3 separate regions of the Gossypium hirsutum genome follow, and all the other regions are linked to region 2. A link is a contact called in public Hi-C data. All regions are on one chromosome and are shown on one strand. Each heading gives the region's core, a stretch centred on a gene start, on an enhancer-like site or on the middle of the called end of the contact. The rest is flanking DNA. Distances are from core to core; before and after follow the strand shown. Region 1 holds the start of LOC107962710. Region 2 holds the start of LOC107962718 (hexokinase-1). Region 3 holds the start of LOC107962707 (acid phosphatase 1).

What was found. A called contact is a pair of places that touch in the nucleus more often than the background predicts.
Region 1: a contact with region 2 is called in a Hi-C map of leaf, with 2.6 times the contacts expected there. The contact joins the promoter of LOC107962710 here to the promoter of LOC107962718 in region 2. A contact is called at or near these places in 3 of 34 Hi-C or Micro-C datasets (all in leaf).
Region 3: a contact with region 2 is called in a Hi-C map of leaf, with 1.7 times the contacts expected there. The contact joins the promoter of LOC107962707 here to the promoter of LOC107962718 in region 2. A contact is called at or near these places in 2 of 34 Hi-C or Micro-C datasets (both in leaf).

The regions. Positions count from the first base shown.
Region 1 is chrA06:16,883,946-16,888,619 of Gossypium_hirsutum_v2.1, reverse strand. LOC107962710 reads left to right here and starts at 3,272. Exons shown (of 2, transcript XM_016899190.2): 1 at 3,272-3,646; 2 at 3,745-4,157. The coding sequence starts at 3,390. The coding sequence ends at 4,018. It also overlaps the pseudogene LOC107962709.
Region 2 is chrA06:16,720,063-16,724,272 of Gossypium_hirsutum_v2.1, reverse strand. It overlaps LOC107962718 (hexokinase-1), which reads left to right and starts at 1,872. Exons shown (of 9, transcript XM_016899201.2): 1 at 1,872-2,510. The coding sequence starts at 2,239.
Region 3 is chrA06:16,941,570-16,945,668 of Gossypium_hirsutum_v2.1, reverse strand. It overlaps LOC107962707 (acid phosphatase 1), which reads right to left and starts at 1,940. Exons shown (of 3, transcript XM_016899187.2): 1 at 1,302-1,940. The coding sequence starts at 1,699.

The DNA of each region.
Region 1 (4,674 bases), core at 2,023-4,522, 160 kb before region 2:
AATCAGAGATTAAAGCCTTAAAGTGAAGACTTGTATTGCAGAAGAAGTAAGGAGGACATACCTAAAAGAAGCAGCAAAGAAACAGCAAAGACAAGGTTGAATCTTGAAGCCATTGTTCACAAAAAACAGTACAACTTGTGTTGAACCTTGCAACGTTCTTCAGTGTAACGTCTTTATTTCTTTGTTAAAGGGAAAAAAGAACACAAAAACAGAAGGTTGGTTCTGAGAGGGGGAGAGTGAGACAGTGAGAGCACTTAAGCTTTGGTGGATGGCGCATGTTTAGTGTCAGAGTCGCACAGTGTTTCGGACCGGACTTCACTATATTTTTTATGAATTCCAGTTAAGAGGAAGCATCTCGATTCCGCTACACTGAGAATGTTTGTTTGTTGTCTTGGAGTTCTAATTTTCCATGTTGGGCCACTACCCTCAAACAGGACTGAACCAATACTGAAACAAAACAAGCCCACTTTCCTTTGATCCCAAGTAACGTAGCCCAGTACACTTTAAAATACAAAAGGTTAAAATTTTGTATTAGTCCTTTTACTTTACAAAAGTTATAAACTTAGTCCCTATACTTTAATTTGATCGATTTTAGTCCTGATCCAAACTGTACCTGTGAATTCTGTTTGTTTAAATTTAATTACTAGTCATGTATTATACGTACAATTGTAGATTTAGTCCATATGTTTCAATTCAATCATTCTAAGTTGCAAATTTTGAAAGTTCAGTTTCAACACAAAATGATAGTCGTTAATCTATTAACTGAATTTTTAGTGAGGAATATGTGGAAATAACAAGTTGACATAACATTAAACATATGATAATATGTTTGATGCATTAGATTTTAGAAATAACAGAACTTAATGAATTTAACAGTTATCATTTGGTGAGGACTAAAATTTTAAAATTTGAAAAGTAAAAAAACTAAAAGTAACCAAATTAAAATATAATGACTAAATTTACAACTTTTGCAAAATATAGGGATTAATAGCAGAATTTAACCAATCCAAAAATAGCCAATATCCTTCCCATTTAAAACCTTTTCCATTGTTCAGGCTTCTATTATTGTGCTTTTGTTTTTGTTTTTTTTCGGAAAGTGGTGTATAATTAAATTGTCTTCGCTTTTAGCACATAACTTTAATTTCTTTTAGGGTAAACACCCAATTATCAGTAATTTATTTTATCATTCAATTATAAAAAAATATAAAATAATTATTCAATTTTTTTCTTTTGGTGATGAGGGCTGATGGAAAAGTGACATGTTTGTTTTTAAAATTAGTATAAAATAACTTTAACCTTAAAATATTTATATATTGTATCAATTTAGTCTTGAATCTAAAAAATTTAACAATCAACGTTTTCACATTTTCTTTATGACTATTTCGCCTAAAAAGCTTTAAAAAATAAATGTATCAACTAAATTTGATCATATATATACACATTAAAAATAAAAACATCTAAAAATCTAAAATCATAATTTTCACATTTTCCCATCATTTTCTCTTGATACTCCTATTCTTCACCGTTAGATAGGAAACTAATGGCTGAGATGACTTAACTTCATTGATTTGATCTTCACCAATTTTATAAGATTAATACTTGAGGATTAAATTAAGTAACTTTGAATTTGGAGGACTAAATTTGTTAGTATGTCAATTTTAAAAGTTATCATTTTATCTTTCCATGGTGACCAATAAAGAAAAAGTCGAATAATTAGGTGGCCAACAAAAACACTTACTAATAGTTGAGTGACTACTAATATAGTTTATCCATATTTTAATATATAAAATTTCACTTATATTAAATAATAATTATTTGTTAAATAATAAAACATTTCATTTATTATATATTAAGTAACTTATTTAAATTTAAAAGTTTAAAATCACTGCCAACAACCTCTGAATTTGGTGGCAAGAACATTATGACATAAGTAACCGCGGTAGAGTTTTAAGTTTAATCCTCCCATGAAGTATTTCTTGCCAAACAATAAATAGATGTCACTATATCAAACTTTAGAGAGAGTTTTAATATATTAGATTAGACCACATACAAAAAAGTACCATGAGTTTTTATTGATTTTAGGTAATATTTTATAAGATAAAATATAAATATTATTATAATAATATAATTGATTTTGATAAAAATTTAAATTTAGGTAATTTTTCAATTGAATTGATATGCGATTGGCTTGTGATATTAATTGAATCAGAGATTTTATAATATCTAGTTATTAATTGGAGAAAGATGATTATATTCTCGAATATCAACTCAATTGAAAGGAAACTAATGTATCCCACTCTTTGAAATGATAACTAATATGATTATGATGATTTTTTTTTTATACTTATTTGTGTTAAATTTGAATTTAGTCCAAATGTTTAATATTAGTAAGAAGATTGATTAGGAGTTTTCAAAAATGGTTGAGAAATTAGGATCCTGAGCTAAATGGGATTAAAATGGATAAGAATGTGAGGGGTGATGCGGTGGCACATTAGCCTTTGTCCCCAACTCAACCTTCTTATCCTAGGGAAATGGCTCCTATGTGTTCGCTTTTTGACCACATCCCATTTTCTTGCTCCGTACTTAGAAGACAGTTGTTAGGGAGTGGATGGGGTCAAATCTTTATTACTCACTACCTGCCATTATTTCAAATCAAATTTGGGTTCAACTTTTTAGAGTTTTAATATCTTTTTATGTAAAAGAGAAAGAGAAGAAGTAATATTCACTAAGAGAAAGAATAGTACATTCTTTCATGGTAATAACTTTGATATCTCGTCATTGAAAATTTTAGTTAAATTGTGAAGAATTTGTTAAGAAAACTAAAATATTGAACTTTCCAAATGCACCTACACTGATTCCTCAAGTATCGGAAGCCTTTTCTACCAATGTGATTGCCTCTTTGGGAGTTGTGGGACATGGAAATATGTGCAATATGTCATAGCTTTTTCAAGCAAAGTTGCTAAAGATAGTAACCTCATTTTCAGCCTAAAAATTAAAAAAAAAGAAAAAAGAAAAAGGTGACTGACTAGGATATGGATGCCTTCAATTTAGATCTTATCCAAATGTCCTAGTACAATGGGAAAGCCATATTAAATTTAGACCATTAGGAGATGATAATGACAAATCTTTTTCTTCTTTTGGTGAAAATGATAATGACAAATCTTGGAATAAAGGAATACAAGAAACCAAAAAGAAATTATTATCTAAAATAATAAATAAACTGGTCAAGCTTATTCTATATGTTTAAATACCACCACATATTATTATCAGCTAACAATAGCTTTATATATATATATATATCGATTTGTATGCTCCCTCCTAGAAGACCAAATTGCACATAGGGTTTTCAGAAATCAGATCTTGCTCTTGTTCTTGTTATTGTTCCAGCTATGAATCTGAAGAAAATGGATTGCAATGAAGCATGGTGCGGCAACTTGATGATGATGGGGAGAGGGAATCATAATGATGAAACGTGTGATTTAATATCCAGTGAATCCTCCCTTGGAGAAAACTCAGATAACTCCATTTATTCAATATCTTCTTCATCAGACATGGTTGAGGATGCATCTTCTGCAACATCATCATCATCATCATCTAATGGACCTCTTTATGAATTATCCGACCTCATGGCTCAATTACCTATCAGGTAAACAATTTCAACAAAACTACAAGTGTTTAGGAGATTAAGTAGTAGGTTGTGATGAATGGTTTGATCAATATATATATAAATAAATGGAATTGCAGGAGAGGGCTTTCTAAATATTATGAAGGGAAGTCTCAATCATTCACATCTTTAGCAAGCGTGAGGAGCATAGAAGACCTTCCAGAGAAAGTGTTGGGTCCTTTAAATATTAGATCCAAGATGAAATCATGTAAGAGCTATGGATGGGGACTTGGTGGTCATAAAAACAAGTCATATAGCCCTAAGGCTACCATATCAAAGAAGGGTTGTTCCAGTCGAGGTTGTTTCATGTCTTCTCTAGGTAAGAGTAGTAGTAGTGTAGTGAATAGGGATTGAGTTGATTGTGCAATGCAGCAAAGAGAGATGGGGTTTGAATGTATAGCTGTATTTGTTTTTTTGGGGGTTATAATTCTAGTTGTAGATTTACAGAGGATTTAAATGAATTTATAACCCTTGTTCCTCAAGGGGTTTTGAAGGTTTAAATCCATATGCGTGTGCATTTTTTCATGGCATCCAAGTACAACTACGATGGTTTATACCAAAAAATTTGGCTCTCCCAATGAATTTTTCTTGATTCTGAAATAGGATATGTTATTGCAAAAACATTGTCTTGTGAGCTACATTGTTCTCTTCTTGTCAGAGCAGGTAATAATCAAGTGTGAACAACCAAATTTTATTTTAACAAGAAACTGTAAACTTCAATCATGGATCATAAGCCTTGCTTTTCACCCACTTATTTTTTGTTTCTAGCATTTCACCTTTTGGTTCCTTCTTCCTTCTCCTTCCTTTTCCCCCTTTCCTCTTGTCATTGCCGGCGCCGCTCTTCCTTTCCCAGGTTCTCCAGTCCCACCTTCTTCTCTCCCCTCGCCCTTTTTTCTCTTTCTTTCGTTCTGGATGCTCCCTGTCCCTCCCCGCCGGTTGTCTTACATTTCCCGGCTTGAGGGGTTTTTGTGTTCGGAATAATAGACTCTGTGTTTTGGGGCCCTGATGAA
Region 2 (4,210 bases), core at 623-3,122:
TAACTATATATTTAAATAGCAAAAATTATCCGATAACAATTCTATATAATACTATATTTGACTCGTAAATATTAAATAATAATATTTATGGACTCATTCGTCGGATTTGTGATCCCGAAATCACTATTTTTAACACCACTGAAAACGGATTGTTACAAATTAATTCTCAAACCATTTCCATTTTTAGTGAGAAAATCACATTCATTCCTGAATGTTCCCATTTCTATCCATTTCTGTTAATTTATTCAATTTGCAATTCATTTTTGATTTCAACAAGATAGCGAAGGGACCGATTGGATATATGTGATTAGGGCTCAAATGATTTATAAATAAGTTCCAGCTTTTCACCACCTATTAATTATAAACTAATTTAGTAATGAAGTCATTCCATTATAGTATCGTGACTGAGCTTTCCCTTATGACATATCATTACGAAAGCAACTCGATCAATGCTCGTCCAATAACCTTATCGTAAGTGTGTTACCCTCATAGGATATCCTTAATCTCTTAGAGATAAATTCGATTTGTCCGGTTCGATTGTATAAATTTAAAAAAAAAAAAGTAAAAATAGAAAAATAGATTCAACTGTCGGTTTAACCTGTTCAATCGATTCACAAGTTAACCAATCTGACCCCTTATTCTAAATCAGTATCTCAATCGATTTCTAATCCAATAGTTCGATTGACTAATTCAATTTGATTCTAAAAATAGCGGGAGATCAATAACTTCATCCAAGTCATGAATTAGAGGAATTACATTAATAAATTACTAGTGAAGATTTTCAAAAAATTTTAATTTTATTATTTTTATAGTTTTTACATTTTAAAAAAAATGTATCTCCACTCTATTAAGACTTTGTTTAATTTTAAACTAAAAATTTGGATAAAGAAATACCTTTTCAAACCAAACATTGACTTTAAAATGGGATTTTAACCCAAGTCAAAAAGCCAAAAATTTTAGCTTTTGGCTTTAGAAAAAAATGTTTTTTAATAAAGTTATATTTTTATCCATCATTAGATCTTTTACTTTACAATATTATGTTTACAATTATCATTTTATTTCTTAAAAATATTTTTTTCACAGCAATAGTAAATACTTTCAAATTCTTTTTAGAAACTTTTTTACCTCAATGATAAAGTAGAGGTAAGTAGTAACCATATGTATCTAGAAATTTATATTTCCTTATAAACAAGTGTTTAATTGCTAAACAATTAGCTTGTGATCTCTAATTAAGAGAAGGGATTATATAGAACTGTAATTCCACGTCATCTATATCTATTTTTAATTGGAAAATGTCAAATCAAATTTTTTTTCTCTTGATTTTTAGTATTTTCAGTTGAATTTAAATTTTTTCAAAGGGAAAAAAAACTAAAAATTAAAAAAAAATCTAATATATCATTCTCTTATTGAATAAAATTATAATTTTATACCGTAGTTTATTCTCCAACAAAATAATAAAGCAAAGAAAGAAGGAATAAATTATATGGGATCATCCAAACCATGTGGCTTAGTGAAATTGGGTGACTAATAAAACCACCAAGTTGGCAACAACATTTATGAATCCCAGTTTGATGAGACGTTGATGTAGTTGTACTTATTTCCAACCAAACTCTACTTTCAAACCCATGGATTAACTCATACTAATCCCCAAACACTTTCTCATCTCTAATCTTTATGATTTCATTTCAGCTTGAGTTACACAAAGGAAAGATTCCTAAATATCATAAACCTGACACCTGTCCACTCATGTCTTCATTAGATAAAGGGTTTTTCATTAATATCAAATTTTAATACAATCATATTCAAAACTTGGAATGGAAAGGTCATTATAGTAATTTAAAACCACTTTCTCAACGTTATCCCCACTCCTCACTTTTAAATATCTTCTTCTTCTTTGTTCGCCCAAGCTCAGCTCAAGACAATTTTTTTTTTATTTTATACCAAATAACAAAATAATTACGTCTTCTTCCCATTTTTGGTCACTTTTCTCTTTGCTTTTTTTTAAACAAATGAAAGCCGCTTCATTGCAGAAGCAAAACCAATAACTACTACAAAAATTTTGAATTTTCCAATAACGAGACAATTAAAAATTCAGTGATATAGGCCTTCCCTCCTTTTGTCCTTTTCTTTTTAAATCCAAGTTAGTGAAACTTGGATTTTTTTTTTTTGGGGGGGGAGTATCCGTACAACTCTTAAAAGTACTTTTTTTCCTCTTGTTTGATTGGTGTTGCGGTGGTGATGGGGAAAGTGGCAGTAGGGGCGGCGGTGGTGTGCGCGGCGGCTGTGTGTGCAGCAGCGGCGCTGGTGGTGCGTCACAGGATAAAGAGTTCGGGGAAGTGGGCCCGGGCGTTGTCTATACTGACGGAGTTTGAGGAAAAGTGTGGGACCCCAAGTTCGAAGCTTAAACAGGTGGCTGATGCCATGACCGTTGAGATGCACGCCGGGCTCGCATCAGAGGGTGGCAGCAAGCTCAAGATGATCATCAGCTATGTAGATAATCTTCCCACTGGGTAACTTAACCATTCAACTTCTATTTTTCTTTCCTTAAAATTTTAAGTTCCAATACTTCTGGAATTCTCTTGATTGATCAACTCTGATTATGAGCTCTATTTCAAAAAAATAATAATAAATAAATAAATAAAAGAGAGAGGAAAATTTGTAGAAAAGTTTAATTCATGATTGACATTTAACTAGTTTGTGAGATGAAAAAGCTTTAGAGATTAGTGGTTTTGATTTTACTCACACTATGGTCCATTCGGATTTGCTGTTAAGGAGATTGATAATTCATTAGATGCCCTGAATTGAACTTTCTATACCCAAAGGGTAAAAATTTAGTAGTTTCGAAATTTACTTTGAGTAACTGATGTGTTGGATTCCACTTATGATGGCTTTTGTTGTGTTATCAACTCTGCATGCTTATCAACTTTATGCTTGTTTTGTTCTAAAGATGATTTATGGGTTAGTTTTGTCTACAAACAAGTGCTGCTTTTAGTATTCTTGTTTGTCCCATCAATACCTACCTTTTTGCTTTCAATTCATGGGATAAAAATAACTCACCTTTTCATATTTAGCTTACCTTCCAAAACCTTTGATACCTTTTTTACTTATCAAGTTTATTTGGGGTTTTGGGTTATAGCTGCTTCCTTTGCATTCTACTCCATGCTTCCTGCCTTTCATTCTATCTCTACGTGCTGATGTCAAATATAGATATTAGAGTGGGTTGCCACAGATTCTATGTTTCTCCTACTTCCCCTTTTTCTTTTAGCTACCTACCTATATTTAATACTCATGTGAGATGCACATCCAAATATTGGTACCCTATATGATTTTCCTACCACTTTCTAAAAACATCGGGAATAAAATTGAACATACCATGGATTTATGTTGCACACATGCACATGGATGGAGCTAAATAGAAGGTGAGGGGCCAAATTTCTTTTTCCTTTAACATGTATTACTAAATATTCTAACTTTATACATATAATGTTTATAAATTTAAACATGAATTGGTCCCAATTAAATTTGTAATTTGAAACATGATTGACCCCAATTCAAATACAACTCACTTTTTAAAACCAATTAGATTCAAGTTAAATTTCATTTTTATTTCTAACTTATATTTTTTCCCCCAAAAAACACTTCTATTTGTTTACTTTGTTCTAAAAGCTTTAAAAAAAAGTTCAAAGCTTTCCCATTTATTTAAAAAAATTCCATTCAAAACAAATGTTAAACTTTACAAGTATTTGGTGCTGACAGACAACAAGGTAATAACAAATAGTGATTTTAAGTTCTAACAGAGGTTTAATTTTTTTTTATTGTATTGGAAGAACCAATGAGTCTAGGTTGTTGCCCTTAGAAGATTTGGGTTGTGATCTATTTATTTGTATATATTATTTAAATCTTTTTATATTTTAAAATTATTTATTCAGATTTTTTTTCTCTTACAACTTTGTTTGTTAGGTTTTTTTTTCATTTTTTTAATAAATGAAATATCATCTATAGTCAGCACTTCTTAGTAAGTCCAGAGACAAATTTTAAACCTATTGGGTTAGTTCACTATTGAGGTTGAAAAGTATTCTTGAAAAATGTTGTGAAAAAGTGTCTTTGAAAAGTTTATTAGTGTTTATCATTACTATCAAAAAGTGATTTTGAGAAGATAAAATATTAATTTTAGACATGATGTTGTAAAGTTAAAGATTTAATGGGAGGA
Region 3 (4,099 bases), core at 691-3,190, 220 kb before region 2:
CAAGCATAAAAATTTAGGACAAAGTAAACAGATTAAGCAATTTCTTTAAACATGATTCACCGTGCTCGTGTTTTTGCACAATGAAGTGTCAAATGTTCAGGGGAATCCTTTGATTCCCTACACTGAACTTTGCACAAGCCATAAGCACATTCAAAACTAGTAACTAGGATCATAGTATATTCAGATTCTTTCTCCAATGCCAAAACACAACCAAGTCGGATGAAATCATTTTCAAAAGCACCCAACACAGTTTAATCATCTATAACATGACAAATTGCCAATAGGCAAAAAGCTTAACTTAGATGTCAAATTTTCATTTTCGGCAAATGTTACCCAAAATCTTTCAAACCAAGGTTTTTGTTTTGTTTTGTTTTATCATGAACAAATCAATAATTGTTTAGTTTACAATACTGACGTTACAATAAGAAAATTCTAGCATAAGTAAAACCCCATATAAAGTTCTTATTTCAAACCAATGCATTGAAAATCATGAGAGAACGAAATTGCCAAGAAGGGTATTCAATACAAATGCATAAGTATAAATAACATATTATATAATCTTTAAGTCTTAACTAATTTTTCTTTCAAAAAAAAAAAGTCTTAACTAATTTTAAATAATATCAAAGGATATTAAGTAGCAAAATCACTTTTTTTAACCTCTAAATTTAGTCATTATATTCAAGAAAAAAGAATAGAGTATACAATAATTTTCAATTTCCTTACTCAAATATCCAATTTTAATAGGACAATGGTTGAGGTTACCTTAATAATCATAACTTAATGATCGCCTGATTCATAATCATATCAAAAGTTATCTTGCCAAGAAGAAGAGAGCATATCATGCATCCGATAGGGACTCTAGCATTATTTAATGTTAAAAATTTGCGACTGGTTTCCTCATTTATGGTTGACCAAGAAAGGCCATCTAACCTTCCAAGCCAAGACAAATCTGGGCGTGTGTTTTTTTTCTATACCATAAATCCTACCAAAAGCAAAGAAAACGCATTCATTCGAATCTTATCCGATTCATGGTGTTAAGAAAAAAAACGAGGACAGGGTTGACGTACATAGCCGAACCCGTGATTTCTATACCATTAATCCTACCAAAGCAAAGAAAGCGCATTCATTCAAATCTTATCCGATTCATGGTGTTAAAAAAAAACGAGGACAGGGTTGACGTACATACCCGAACCCGTGATTTCTATACCATTAATCCTACCAAAAGCAAAGAAAGCGCATTCATTCGAATCTTATCCGATTCATGGTGTTAAAAAAAAAGAGGGCAGGGTTGACGTACATACCCGAACCCGTGATCCCGATAGTAGGGTAAATTGGTCAACAAAGTCTCGTCGACGTCGAAGACCCAGGCGTCTTTGCCGTCGGATGCGATCTGGACGGTGGAAGCGTAAGCGAGGGAGTAATTAGCGACGACCTCGCAGTCGGAAGCGTAGCGTTGACCGGTCATATAAGCTCTGACGAAAGGAACGCAGCGGGAGGGGATTGCGGCCCAACTTCCTGCGTTATTGGTCTCGACGGCTAACTGCCAGCTGGCACAGTAAAGGTCGTCGTCAATGTTGGATCGAGGAACGCTCGTTGCCGTTGTCGGGAGGCGGATATTGGGTTCAAAAGAAGCCGAAGATTCGAGAACGGAGGTGGTGACGAGGAGTAAGAATAGGAAGGTTAGGGGCTGAGACGCCATTGGAAGTTGAATTCAGTATTTGAGGAGGGAGAGTGTTTTTTTTTCTTTTTCGTTACCTCTCCCAAGCAGTGGCTCATTGATTGTGAGAAAAAGTTTCTATAATTTATTGTGAAAACTGTTGGTTCTCTTCACATTTTAACCATTCATTTTTGGGTTAATAGTTTCCACATGAGTTTCTCCAAATTTACATAATTAGTAATTTGAATTTTTTTAGAATTCACTGTTTTTTGAATTTGTATTTCCTTCACCTAAGTTTGTATTTATGTACTAATACCGTTAATTTATACTCACGTGACACTGATAATTAATTTGTTGGTGACATGTGATAATTTTTTAGTATGCCCGTGATAAATAAATTTAAAATTTTAAAATAACTTTAAAATATATATAAATTAATAAAAAATATTTTTTTACAATAAGAATGAACTTAGACAAAAAAATTATACTCTTTTTTATTAATTAATCTATTTTTAATTTTTTTAATTGATACTCGTCACATGGCGTATTGAGAAATTGTTATATGTCATTGTTAGATTGACCATTAGTGTCACATCAGTATAAACTAACGGTATTAATGCGAAAGTACCAACTTGAGTGATAAAATATAAGCTCAAGTATCAACTAGGTACTTATGGACAAGTTTAGGGAGCAAACTACATATTAACCCTTCATTTTCCAATCATTGTTTAGAATTTGTATTTATGGTAAGGTTAAAATATGCTATTAGTCCCTATACTTGTATAAAATTTAGAATTTAGTCCCAATACTTTAAAAGTTAAAAATTCAATCTATACTTTTTCAATTTAAAAATTTTAATTCAAACATTATTGCTATTGATAGTTTCTGTCAAAAATTATCAATTTATCATGTTTATTTTCCTATCAATCATATGTTATGTCATGTAATTATAGTTTAGTAAAAAAATTCAAGTTGACAAAATTTTGATTGAAATACTTATTATTTTAGTGATTGGGTTGATATTTTAAAATGAAAAAGATAAAAAAGATTTAATTTTCAACTTTTTTAAATATAAAGATTAAAATTTAAAATTGATCAAATTAGGCATATTTTGTGCTGAGTTTAATAAATTATGATGTGGTGTGACGAGTGGTATCATTGGCCAACTTTCCCTTTCGTGATTTCTATATGAAGCATAACAAATAATAATTTGAAACGATCCTAGGCTATTAAGATTGAAACAATAGCTTCCGTAAATGCAAAAGCAACCTAGACACTATTGATTGATATTGAAAGTTTTTCAGAGTTAGGTTTGCAGTTCATCTATCAAATAAATTAGTAAAAAATTCATAAGAAATTTAAAAAATATAAATTCAATTGACTTTTTTTTTTGAATTAATACATCATTCAAACAATCATGTTAATATTAAACTTATCCATGGATGATATCAACTTGAAATATAAAATTAATATTTTATCCAAATATAACAAAATGCATTGTTGTGGGTGGTCATTAGTTTAACACAAATATTGTTGAGGACCTCATGGATAGGCGTCTAAAAAGAGAAACGCTATTAAAATCTCGATTTAGAAAGGAAATCAACCGTACAATTAATAGAGGCAGGGGTGCGGCTATTGTAAGGTTTTTTACCAATTTTGTCGTTCTGAATTTAATTATAAAAAATAAATTAAAAATTCCAAATATATAATAATAGAAACATGCATATTCGTTTCATAAATTATAATAACCAAATTAAATATCTAAATTAACTTAATATTTTAAGAGTTGGAAGAATTATTGATTGGGTAATCACAACCTTGGCTTTTACCCAAACATCTCCCATATATTTCTACTTTCTCAATTGCTCACATAATAAATATTTTTTTCTTGCTTATTTTCTGTCATTTTACCTAAAAAGCCTGTTTTTAAACATTAATAATAGAACTAGGCCGTTTATTAGGTTATTTACCGGATTAGGCTATTTTCCCTGAAAACGCTTTGACGTCAGCGCGCTTTAGTGTCCACATCAGCAAAACGCTCCCCCGGAGAAGCGTTTTGCCACTGTAACGGTCAAAAATTTAACCGTTGGCTTCCAACGGTCCAAAAAAATATATAAAAAGGCCCCCCAAATCATTTTTTCACACAAATCTCTCACAATTTCTATAATTCTCTCAAAATTCCTTTCCCTTCATTTATTTTTCACACAATTCTCTCATAATTCTCAACATTCTTTCAATATTCCCTTCAAAAATCTATCAAATTTCATTAAAATTTTCTCAAAATTCTATCAAAATTCTTTGTTTAAATTTTTTTGAATTTAATTTTTTTTTAAATTAAAAAAATCCAATCTTATTAGCAATAGCCGGAGAATTAATCCATCTCGATAATAAGCACATCTCCATTGATCAAATGACAATGGTAAGTGATAATTTTAAAATTTC